2 separate regions of the Ovis aries genome follow, and region 2 is linked to region 1. Evidence: chromatin contacts called from public Hi-C data. All regions are on one chromosome and are shown on one strand. Each heading gives the region's core, a stretch centred on a gene start, on an enhancer-like site or on the middle of the called end of the contact. The rest is flanking DNA. Distances are from core to core; before and after follow the strand shown.

Region 1 (6,200 bases), core at 917-3,416:
AGAAGGCAGGGGTGGAGTCCTGTGCGTTTGTGAGGAGGTGGAGGCATGGGAGGGAAGGGTCCTATGAGACCTCAAACAAGAGAAAGGATAGTCCTGACTCTGACCTTACGCAGGTCCACGCTGGCAGTAGCCACTAAGCTCCACCAGAGGGCGCCCTGGGGTTAGCATCCCTGAGCCAGGATTCGCTCACACCCTTCCAGGGGGTCTCAGCAGAACTTCTCAAGGGCTGTTCTTGTTCTCTATTGAATCTTTACCTCCTAGAGCCTTGGCGCTGTCAGCACCCACTCTTCATTCTTTCCTGTGACCTCGAGCCTCTGGTTAAGAATGATGTCCTGTATCAATTCACAGTATTTAGAGATCATGGTGAATGAGATGAGATTCCTCAGAGGGGATTGTATGGGGTCTTCTAAGCATTACGGATGTGGCAGAGCCACTCACTGTCAGCCTGTCTTCAATATATGTGTCTGTGTGCATGTACGTATGTGCGCGTATAGACTCATGAATGTGATAAGTGATCATAGAACCTCTTGATAAAAGTGAGGACAGTGAAAAAGCTGGCTTAACACTCAACATTCAGAAAACTAAGATCATGGCATCTGGTCCCATCACTTCATGGCAGATAGATGGGGAAACAGTGGAAACAGTGACAGACTTTATCTTTTGGGGCTCCAAAATCACTGTAGATGGTGATTGCAGCTGTGAAATTAAAAGACGCTTACTCCTTGGAAGAAAAGTTATGACCAACAAAGACAGCATATTAAAAAGCAGAGGCATTACTTTGCGAACAAAGGTCCATCTAGTCAAGGCTGTGGTTTTTTCAGTAGTCATGTATGGGTGTGAAAGAAAGCTGGGCACTGAAGAATTGATGCTTTTGAACTGTGGTGTTGGAGAAGACTCTTGAGAGTCCCTTGGACTGCAAGGAGATCCAACCAGTCCATCCTAAAGGAAATCAGTCCTGAATATTTATTGGAAGGACTGATGCTGAAGCTGAATCTCCAATACTTTGGCCACCTGATGCAAAGAACTGACTCATTTGAAAAGACCCTGATGTTGGGAAAGACTGAAGGCGGGAGGAGAAGGGGACAACAGAGGATGAGATGGTTGGATGGCATCACCAACTCAATGGACCTGAGTCTGAGTAAACTCTGGGAGTTGGTGATGGACAGGGAAGCCTGGTGTGCTGCAGTCCATGGGGTCGCAAAGAGTCGGACACGACTGAGTGACTCAACTGAACCGAGATGTCCATGCACTTTGAAAATATAATGTTTATATTCATGTTCCCTTAAACTATAAAATGCCTTACTTCTCTTACTGCTTGAGGCTTCTGGCTTGTTGTGTTCCCTCTACTTTCCCAAGACTGCAATCTCCAGAACTTAACTTGTTACTGAAACCAAACTCGGTCCCTTCCCCTGAGTGCAGTAAAGTCAATCTACCGACACCAGGTTGTAAAGAAGGAAAGGAGCGTTTATTGCAGGTGCCAAGCAATGAGTCCAGGAAAGCTAGTGCTCAGAACACTTGGGCTCCCTAACGGAGTTCTCAAGAAAGCATCTTTAAAGGCCAGGTGAGGGAGGTGGGGATCCAGGGTACACGATCCGCTTGTGCAGTTCTCTGATGGGCTGATGGTGGTACCAGGGTGGTGTCACAGGAGTGAACATTATCAGTCCTCAGCCTCCAGGAGGCCTGGGGGTATGTGCTCATGGTCGTCGAGTACGTAACATTTTCCATTTGGTGGTGGTTTTAGCATTTGTAAAAAAAAACTCAGAAAGTTTGAAGAGGGAAATGTAATTGGAAGACTTGTTCAGTGTAGAAGATACTGGCACTTTGGAGAGGGCTCCAAGAGAACTCTAAGGGGTAGAGGATGAAGGGAAAAGTGGACAAGGAAGAAGCTTCAGAGCTCAGAGTAAAGAGCCCACATGCCCGCTGGCCTCAGACCCCAGAGGGGAGGTCCCTGTGTCAGGAAGCATGCTGCCTGCAGCACGGCGATGGTGATGCTCTTGAGGACGAAGGTGCCCAGAGCTGGTGGCTGAGGGCAGCCTGCCACCCCCCTGTGACGCCACTGGGGTGCCTGCTTGCTGCTGCTCTGAAAAACAGACAAAGGGAAGGGGGAGAAAAAGGCCCTTCTTTCTCTCCCAACCATGCATCGCCCCGCCCACACTCCTATTGTCCAACCTCAGGGCCAGCCAGCTGGCAACAGGAAAGCTAGCCTGCAGAGTCCAGCTCCAGTATTACAAAGCGGGAGAAGGCTGGGGGAGGCGGGTGGAGCGGAAAGATGTGAAATTAATAACTGGTACAGATGGAAAGTACATTTTTTCCTCCCAAGGATGGAAGGAAGCCCAAAACACCATCATGTAAAAGGGAGATAGATTGACTCAGAGAGGCATTTGCACCTAAAAACCGAAGGTTTGGGTGAAAACATCTCTTGGAGCAAGGCTATGAGATGCATTCTGCTTGCTGCCAAGGTATTGGGTAAGCAAGACAGGATGTTATAAAGCCTATTGTGCAAAAAATGTGCAGAATGCTGAGGGCTCTTCAACTGAGCAAATGCCCAATACGGAGTTGATATAGCTGAGAAATGCATTCTAGAAGAAATGGAGTCAAAAGTCAATCATTGAAAGATCGCTCTTCAGGGAGGCTCTTTATTACTTTGAGAAACGATGATAAACTTTTTCTGTGCACATAGCATTTGGCAAGCCTCCCCCTCCCCCCTGCCCAACACTCGAGCTCTTGATATTTCTGGAGAGTCTAAGACTGAGGTTTGTAGGATCTGGGGCACAGCCATGATGAGCTGTGAAGCCCCCTCTTCCTGCCAGAAGGGAGTGGGTCTGAGGGTGACGAGTGGGAAGGGTTGTTTCCATGTGATAGAGAGGCAGTCAGGGACCCGTCTGGCCCGGTCTGCTGCCTGCACGTGTGACGTGGTGACCGATCCCTGCAGTCAGCAGTTCCTCCTCTCTCCCCAGAACCCTGACTTTCCTGCCTCCATTGCCGCTTCTCTAATTGCAAAGTGTCCTCCCTGATTTGCTCTTTAGAAAATCATGTCTGTCCTGCGAAGTGCTGACTCCCAGCCTTGCTGGGCAAATTGAACACATCGCTCTTGGAGATGCCGGTGCTGCCTACGCCAGTCCAAGGGTCCCTCTTCTCCACCGGAAGCCTGCCTCCCCTCCTGTCCATCCCAGCAGTGGTGAATCTGAGTACGTGTGGGACATCTACCCCCAGCTGCACCAGGTCCACGAGGACTGAGTTGGGCCTGAAGCCATTCTATAAGAGTGATAAAGAATCTGCCTGCCAGTGTAGGAATTGCAGGAGATGGGAGTTCAATCCCTGGGGCAGGAAGATCCCCTGGAGAAGGAAATGGCAGCCCACTCCAGTACTCTTGCCTGGAGAATCCCATGGACAGAGGAGCCTGTCAGGCTACAGTCCACGGGGTCGCAAAGAGTCGGACACAACTGAACGACTTAGCATGCACACGCATGCATTATGCTCTGTGTACATTTGGAAAAACTCACTTTGTACATATGAAAAACAGGTATGTACATTTGGAAAAACGTAAGCTCTACAAATTTAATTGTGTATAAATTATTCCTCAATAAAATTTTCTTGAAAGTTAAAAAGTACTTTCATACACATTATTCTGTTTGTTCTCCATAACAGCCTGAGAGAGGAATGCAGTGAAAATTCTCCCCATTTTATGTTTCAGAAACCCAGCGTCCAGACAAAAGATTCTACGAGTTGCCTGAGATCTCAGAAATGGGATGAAATTCAGCCTTTTACTCCTGTTCCATTTTTTCTTTCTATTACATGTTCTACTTAGTGGTTTCAGCGGCACCGTGAAACAGGGTATAAATTGGGTCTTTTATAAATAAGTGAATGGAATGCAAGGTTCCAGAGCCAAACCAAACCTGCAAGTTTCCTGGCACAGTGGACTAAAATAAAAACCTGAGCGTGAAGATGCTTCCTGGTTGGTTCAGTGGTGAACAGTCCATCTGTCAGTGCAGGGGACACAGCTTCGATCCCTGGTTTGGGAGGATCCCACAGGCTGCAGAAAAACTAAGCCCATGCCCCACAGTTAACTGAGACTGTGCTCCAGAGCCCAGGAGCCGCAACTGCTGAGCCCACAAGCTGCAACTGCTGAAGCCTGGGCACCGGAAAGTCTGCGCTCTGCAACAAGAGAAGGCACTGTAAAGAGAAGCCCAAGCACAGTAACTAGAGAAAAGCCCACCCAGCAGTGAAAACCCAGCACAGTCAAAATAAATAAATAAAGCTGGACGTAAAAATGCCCTCTACAGTGATCATTCACATGGGCAGGCATGGTGTATATTTCAAAACTTTAAATTAAAATATGATTGGTATATTAACACCATAATATGTTATTTTCAGGTGTACGATGTTTTTGTTGTTCAGTCACTCAGTTGTGTCCAACTCTTTGCAACCCTATGGACTGCGGCACGCCAGGCTTCGCTGTCCTTCACCATCTCCTGGAGTTTGCTCAGACTCATGTCCACTGAGTCGGTGATACCATCCAACTGTCCCATCCTTTGCTGTCTCCTCCTGCCTTCAATCTGTCTCAGCGTCGGGGTCTTTTCTAATGATTCAGCTCTTCGCATCACGTGGCCAAATTATTGGAGCTTCAACATCAGTCCTTCCAATGAATATTCAGGGTTGATGTCCTTTAAGGTTGACTCGTTTGATCTCCTTGCAGTCCAAGGGACTCTCAAGAGTCTTCTCTAACACCATAGTTCAAAAGCAGTAGGTAGTAATTTAGTATTTGCGTACTTTATGGAATGATCACCATGATAAGCCTACATCTGTCCCTGTACAGAATTATTATAATATCATTATTTGCCATGTTCCTTATGTTGTATATTATATCCCCACAGCTTATTTATTTTATCAGCTTTCCAAGTAGCTCAGTGGTTAAGAATCCACCTGCAGTGTAGGAGACATGAGTTTGATTCTTGGGTCAGGAAGACCCCCTGGAGAAGGAAATGGCAACCCACTCCAGTATTCTTGCCTGAGAAATCCCATGGAGAGGAGCCTGGTGGGCTACAGTCCATGGGGTCGCAAAAGAGTTGGAGACAACTTAGCAACTAAACAACAGTATTCCCTAGATCCATCCATGTTGTCACAAATGGCAAGATTTTGTTTTTTTAATGTCTCAGTACTATTCCATTGTGTAGGTACACACGTAATATGTACATATATATATATGCATGTGTATATGTATACATACGTATGGGCTGCCCCCGTGGCTCAGTGGTAAAGAATCTGTCTACAATGCAGGAGCTGCAGGGGGCAAGGGTTCGATCCCTAGGTCAAGAAGATCCCCTGGAGGAGGGCACAGCAACCCACTCCAACATTCTTGCCTGGAGAATCCCATGAGCAGAGGAGCCTGGCGGGTACAGTCCATGGGATCTCAGAGAGTTGGACATGACTGAAGCGACTTCACACTGCATACATATGTGCATATCATGTGCATAGATATGTTTTGTTGTCTTTTTCATAGTAGCCCTTCTGACAGGTTTGAGGTTCTCATTGGGGTTTTACTTTGCACTGCCCTGATGATTAGTGATGTTGAACACCTTTCCATATGCCTGTTGATCATCTGTGTGTCTTCTTTGGAGAAACGTCTATTCAGGTCTTCTGCCCAATTGTTGGGCAGTTGTTTGTTTTTCGATATTGTCTTGCATGAGTTCTTTGTATATTTTGGATATTAACCCCTTATCAGGTATATTGTTTGCAAAAATCCTCCCCCAGTCAATAGGCTGCCTTATGTTTCATTGATAGTTTCCTTCATTGTGCAAAAGCTTTTTACTTTGACACAGTCCTATTTTATTTTGCTTTTGTTTTCCTTGCCTGAGAAGACGTATCCAAAAAATACTGCCAAGACCAGTGTCAAAGAATGTACTGCGTGTGTTTCCTTCTGGCAGTTTTACGGTTTCAGTTCTTACATTGTTATCTTTAGTACATTGGAGTTTATTTTTGTAAATAGTGTGAGAAAGTAGTTCAGTTTGGTTCTTTTGCATGTAGCGGTCCAGTTTTCCCAGTAGCACTCATTAAAGAGGCTGTCTTTTCCTCTTTGTATATTCTTGCCTACTTTGTCTTAGATTAATTGACCGTAAGTGCATTCGTTTATTTCTGGGCTTTCTCTCCTGTTCCACTGATCTATGTGTCTGCTTTTGAGCCAGTGCCATACTGTCTTGATT
Region 2 (6,207 bases), core at 1,293-3,792, 45 kb after region 1:
GAATCCCATGGACAGAGGAGCCTGGCAGGCTACAGTCCGTGGCGTCACAAAGAGTTGGACATGATTGAGCAACTGACACGCACAACAGGTTTTAGGTGAAATCTAAAGAAGATATTCTGTACATAAAGTTTTGCCATCAACACACACACGTTTACGTCTTCCCTTCTGATTTGTCTGCCTTTTACTTCTTCTTGCCTGCTTTCTCCAGCTAGGACTGCTGGCGCTGTGTTGAGTAGGAGTGGTGAGAGTCAACACTCGCATCTTGTTCCTGATCTTAGAGGAAGGGCTTTCAACTTTTGACCACTGAGTGTAAAGTTAACTGTGCGCTCGTCCTGTATGGCAATCCTTATGTTGAGGTATGTTCCTTCCGTGCCCGATTTGTTGAGAGTTTTTTTTTTAACCATGAATGGATGTTGAATTTTGTCCAGTACCTTCCGTGCATCTCTTGTGATGATCCTAGAAGAGCTATCTTTCATTCTATTCATGTGGTGAGTCACATTATTGATTTGTATAATTTGAACTATCCTTATAAATCCCACGGACAGAGGAGCCTGGTCAGCTGTAGTCCGTGGGGTCACAAAGAGTTGGACGTGACTTCACTCTTCACTTTATAACCCAGGCATGCATCCCGCTTGATTATGGTGCATGATCTTTGCAGCGGTGCTGTTGCTTTTGGTTTGCTAGTATTCTGTTGAGAATGTCTATTTTCATCAAGGATATGATGACAACACAATTGCTTAAACATCAAATGACAGAGATCTGTCCCAGCCCATTGGGGAAGTTGGTGAAACAAGTAAAATATCACCTAAGTTTGTCTAAAGGAGGCCTCTGGATGAGAAAGCTTGTCACTCTTCCTAAATCTTCTCGCCTTGTAGTTACATGTGGGCAGAAGGGTCTGGAACCTTTGCCAGCACCTCTCCATGGGACACTGCTGCCTAGGTACTTGTTACTGATAGAAGTCACCTCCCCATGGAGCATGACCCATCTCTCCATCCTCTTTCCTCTAATCTCCTCCCTCTCCCATAGCAATGATGAGGGCATGTCTACCTTTGTGTACAAACATCACTGCTCACTTTCATATTCAGTGTCCCATCTGACCCTCCTTCATGGGACAGGTGGAAAACAGTCCTGTGTCCACCCTGATGCCCCAAGCTCTTAGCTCTTTACTCTAAGTCCCTATTTTCCCTTTGATTATCATGTTCCACCTGCTTTTGAAACTTGGCAGGGAAGGACTGGAACTAAGGGGATCTGGGAGCACGTATTTAACAGAAAACATGCAGAACATTCTCATTCGTGCTGAGTTGAGAGAGCTGTCTTAGGCTGAGTTGCCCAGAAGCAGGCCCCGAAAGAGTGATTTGCTTGATTATGCTCAGTCAAATGATGTATTAAGGAAATGCTCCAGGAAGACCTAGTGAAGGAGTGATTCACAGGACAGGAGAGAGGAGGAAGCCAAGGGTTTGATGTGGGACGGAGGTCCAGCCTCAGCCTGGTTCCATAAGAGTGTAAACCCAACTCAGAGTCATGTCAGCTGGAGACTGGGAAATGGGCTTCCCCACTTCCGCACCAGGCAGGCATCGGCTGAGAGCTATTTAGGGGTGACTGGGAAACTTCAGGCACTCCTGGCTCTGCCCGTAAGAGAGAGTAACTCCAGAAGCCCAATGGTCGGCCTTCTAAGAGTCCCAGGTGCAGGGAGCTAGGGCAAAGGTGGGGGCAGTGGAGGGGGTTGGGTAGTGCACAAATGTTGGAAGGGATGTGGGTGGAGCATCTGTAGTGTTGCCTGGGTAACTGCATCCATAACCGTGTTCAGCTGTACCACACTGATGCCTCTGCCTCTAAAACCACTTTGAAGCTTCCTCATTGGCCAAATGGGGATCCTGTTAACTTGCCCGTTATCACAGGATGATTGTGAAAACAAAGTGAAAGAAGTCGGGGGCCCAGAACCTTCTTGACAACAATAGAGACATTACACAAAGCCAGGTGCCATTATCCAGTCATTCTCTCTCAGGATCAGAGGATATATTAGCTCGTGGTCTTTGCCCGTCTGGCCGGCATCAGCACTGACAGCCTTTGGAGAGAGCTTGTTCTGTTGGGAAGAAAGCAGGCACTTTTTTTTTTTTTTAATGTTGATACATTTTGCAGCGATGTCTTTAATATATACCAGCCGCCTTGAAATACATCTAATTAACCACCAGATCTCATGCTGAGCCTGTGGTTGGCTTTGATGTGCTCATCAGCAAGGAAATATTGGAAGACTAATCATAACAGGACTTAGCTCCTATAAAACACCTTTTATCTTCAAAGTGGTTTACAACCACTAATTATGAGAAGAATGAGGGTGAACAGCAGCCATCTCATGGAGACCCCAAACCATTATCAAGGCCTTTAATGTGTCTTATAATAGAGCAAGACAAGTGTGAGCGGGGCTGTTGAACATTAGCTGTCCAGACTTGGGAGAGTTGTTTTACAGTGGTAGAGACAGCTGTTCCCTGTCTCCCTTGAGGTGGAAAAGGAAATTGGACCTAATTCAAGGGAAGAAGAGGTGCGGTGTAGCAGTTGCGAAAGGCACAGCAGCTAGAGTGGTGAGTCGCCCTCTCAAAGGTGTTCCCATAAACCTGCCCTTATAAACGGGCTGGTGGGGCAGGTGTCCTTCCCAGTGGCCTGGGAGGGTGAGGTCACGTCATAAGGTCCTCTCCCGCTGGGCCTTCAGTGGTAGATTTCTGCGCTTCTTGACTGTGTCTTTTCTGAGGGGGTTTTGTTGTTGTTGTTTTTTTTTTGTTGTTGTTGTTGTTGTTTTGTCTATGAGTTTATTTGTTAGAATTGTATCAGGGGTGGAGGAAGCCAATTTGGGTTTCATCATGATAAGAACAGGCTTCCCTGGTGGCACAGTGGTAAAGAATCAGCCTGCCAGTGCAGGAGACATGGGTTCGATCCCTGGGCCAGGAAGATCCCCTGGAGAAGGAAATGGCAACCCACTCCAGTATTCTTGCCTGGGAATCCAATGGACAGAGGAGCCTGGTGGGCTACAGTCCATGGGGTCACAAGAGTCAGACACGACGGAGCAACTAAATGACAACAACAGAGTGATAAGAATAGTAACAGGAGCTGACACCCATAGGTGTTACTCATGCCCTCATTGTACAGGTGAGGACAGAGGGACTCAGAGAGGCTGAGTAGCCTGTTTGTGGCCTTGGACCTGGCATTCTTACCTCTGCAGTAAGAGCCTGCTGTAGAAGGTGGGGTGACTTGTCTGAAGCTCCCTGATACTGTGTGTTGAAGAAGTAAAGAGTAATCTGATATGCAACAGGGAAACTCTCCTTTCCAGACTAGCCTGTCTCCTGAGCTAAATATTTTAATCTTGAGCAGTGGGTGCTGAGGAAGCGTCATCTTTGTTCATCTATGTTCCGGTCCCGCCAGAGGGTCTGCCCAGGGCTGTGGGGCAAGGAGGGGGCACAGGCATAAATGATGGGCAGGCCACCTGTGCGACTCTGAAGCTTGGGAAAAACACATTTTCCCAGGTGCTAAGGTGGATTTAACTTATATGCAGAGTACATCATGAGAAATGCTGGACTGGGTGAAGCCCAAGCTGGAATCAAGATTGCCGGGAGAAATATCAATAACCTCAGATATGCAGATGACACCATCCTTATGGCAGAAAGTGAAGAAGACCTAAAGAGCCTCTTGATGAAGGTGAAAGAGGAGAGTGAAAAAGTTGGCTTAAAACTCAACATTCAGAAAACTAATGGGACCTGACATCTGGTCCCATCACTTCATGGCAAACAGATGGGGAAACAATGGAAACAGTAACAGACTTTATTTTGGGGGCTCCAAAATCACTGCAGATGGTGATTGCAGCCATGAAATGAAAAGATGCTTGCTCCTTGGAAGAAAAGTTAGGACCAACCTAGACAGCATATTAAAATGCAGAGACATTATTTTGCCAACAAAGGTCCATCTAGTCAAAGCTATGGTTTTTCCAGTAGTCATGTACGATGTGAGAGTTGGACTATAAGGAAAGCTGAGCGCCAAAGAATTGATGCTTTTGAACTGTGGTGTTGGAGAAGACTCTTGAGAGTTCATCCTAGAGGAAATCAGTCCTGAATATTCTTTGGAAGGACTGATGCTGAAGCTGAAACTCCAATATTTTGGCCACCTGATGTGAAGAGCTGACTCATTTGAAAAGACTCGGATGCTGGGAAAGATTGAAGGTGGGAGGAGAAGGGGATGACAGAGGATGAGATGGTTGGATGGCATCACTAACTCAATGGACATGAGTTTGAGCAAGCTCCAGGAGTTGGTGGTGGACAGGGAAGCCTGGTGTGCTACAGTCCACGGGGTTGCAAAGAGTCGGAGATGACAGAGGGCCAGAACTGAAGGGGGATCTTAAACATACCCTGACCTTTAAGTCTCAGGTTGGGAATACAGTCTACAGAGTCATCAGCCATTGTCACCTGGGTAGACAGTGGGGACTCACAGATCACCCTCTCAGGAGACCCTGGGCAGAAACAGTAGCCTCACCATTTTCCCTTCTTTGTGAGAGCTGATGGTTGGTGGGTTGACATCACTTGTGGTGGGAAGATTGACACCATAGCAACAAGCAGAAGCTGCAAATTGAGGCTCTCCCCCACCCTCCCCAGAGAACCAGCTGTGAAATATTGTGGTATCTTTTTTTCTAACACTTATTTCCAACACCAAATGTGTGTCCTTGGATTGTCAATTCAATTCTGAGGGCTTGTGAGCCCCTACCCTGTGGGGTCTGCGTTAGTCTCAGAATTGAATTGACAGTGAAGCCCCACTCAAGACAGATGAATCATAGTGGAGAGTTCTGACAAAACATGGTCCACTAGAGGCGGGAATGGCAAACCAGTCCTGTATTCTTGCTGCAAGAACCCCATGAAGAGTATGAAAAGGCAAAAATATATGACACCAGAAGATGAGCCGCCTGAGTTGAAAGGTGTCCAGTATGCTACTGGAGAAGTGCAGGGGGCAATTAGTAATGGAAAAGACCCTGGCACTGGGAAAGACTGAAGGCAAAGGAGAAGGGGCGGCGGAGGGTGAGATGGTTAGGTAGCATCACCGACTCAATGGACATGAGTTTGAGCAGATTCTGGGAACAGTGAAGGATGGGAGGTTGGCATGCTGCAGTCCCTAGGGTCACATAGAATCAGACAGGAATTAGAGACTGAACGACAGCAACAGTAAGAGGGAAGGTCAGTCCTGTGAGTCGGTATGGCTGTGACCAGTCTCAGTTACAGTGGGGACTCAGTCTCAACCAGGGGCTGGTTGAGAAGGGGATGTACAGAGAGCAAGAGAGTGGCCACTGCAGGGGGCCTGAGCATACACCCCAATGTCTGACCCACCACAAATTTTCAAGTCCCCTCCTCAAGTTCATTAACTCTCTAGAAGGGCACACAGAATTCAGGAAGTGCCTTACTTATCACCCTTTGTTACAAAGGATACAACTGGGAAGCAGTCAGATGGAAGAGATGCCCAGGGTAAGGGAAAGATCCTAGGATCCTCCAGGTCCCCCCGAACCCCATCTGTTGGGGCTTCTTTATGTTGGCAGAATTGATTAAATCATTAGCCACGAGTGACTAAGTCAAGCTCCAGCCTCTCTCTCCTTCCTGGAGGTGTGGGATGGGGTTGAGATTCCAACACCCTGTGAATAAAAAATGTCACCTGCCATTTCAGTTAACAACCATATTGCAACCCTCAAGTCATCAGCCACAGCAGCGGCTCCCTGTGGTGCACGCTGAGGGGATTTAGGATGGAGAAAAACCAGGATACTGGCCCTAGATAGTTAAGAGGCATATCAAAGGGATAATTTCAATGAGCCCATCTCTTGCATCTTCTCAGACAGTAGAAACGGGCTAAATTCATTAACTTAAAATGTCTGGGGTTTGTGTGTGTGTGTGTGTGTGTGTGATTAGTAGTAATCTTTTAATCTTTGACTGTAAGTTTTATTTTTTCAGTAAGAACTCCTGTGTACCCGGAGTCCTCCCTTGCCCCTTTGAGACAGAGTGATCTGAGAGGCTGTTTTCCAGGGCTGGATTCTTTAGCAGTCTCCTTGTATAAAATATAGTTCTCAACTTTCAGGCCATGCATTTTTTTTTTCCAGTTGACACTTCTAATCACACGGTTGGTTCATCTGGCCACCAGTCCCCATCCTGAAACCCACCCAAAGCCACCCACCTAAAGTCACTCCTTAGC

What was found. A called contact is a pair of places that touch in the nucleus more often than the background predicts.
Region 2: a Hi-C map of blood shows a contact between it and region 1, with 2.4 times the contacts expected there. The contact joins two enhancer-like sites. A contact is called at or near these places in 5 of 16 Hi-C or Micro-C datasets (blood, hypothalamus, liver and 2 more).

Annotation. Positions count from the first base shown.
Region 1 is chr3:212,001,740-212,007,939 of ARS-UI_Ramb_v3.0, forward strand. All of the region lies in intron 1 of CRACR2A (calcium release activated channel regulator 2A), which reads left to right. Among named protein-coding and RNA genes, the nearest start is that of CRACR2A, 21 kb to the left of the region's middle. Within about 2 kb of position 2,167, at least 12 of the 54 cell types and tissues checked have an H3K27ac peak or open chromatin away from gene starts, as enhancers often do.
Region 2 is chr3:212,046,494-212,052,700 of ARS-UI_Ramb_v3.0, forward strand. The region is part of intron 1 of CRACR2A (calcium release activated channel regulator 2A); the gene reads left to right. Among named protein-coding and RNA genes, the nearest start is that of CRACR2A, 65 kb to the left of the region's middle. Within about 2 kb of position 2,543, at least 3 of the 54 cell types and tissues checked have an H3K27ac peak or open chromatin away from gene starts, as enhancers often do.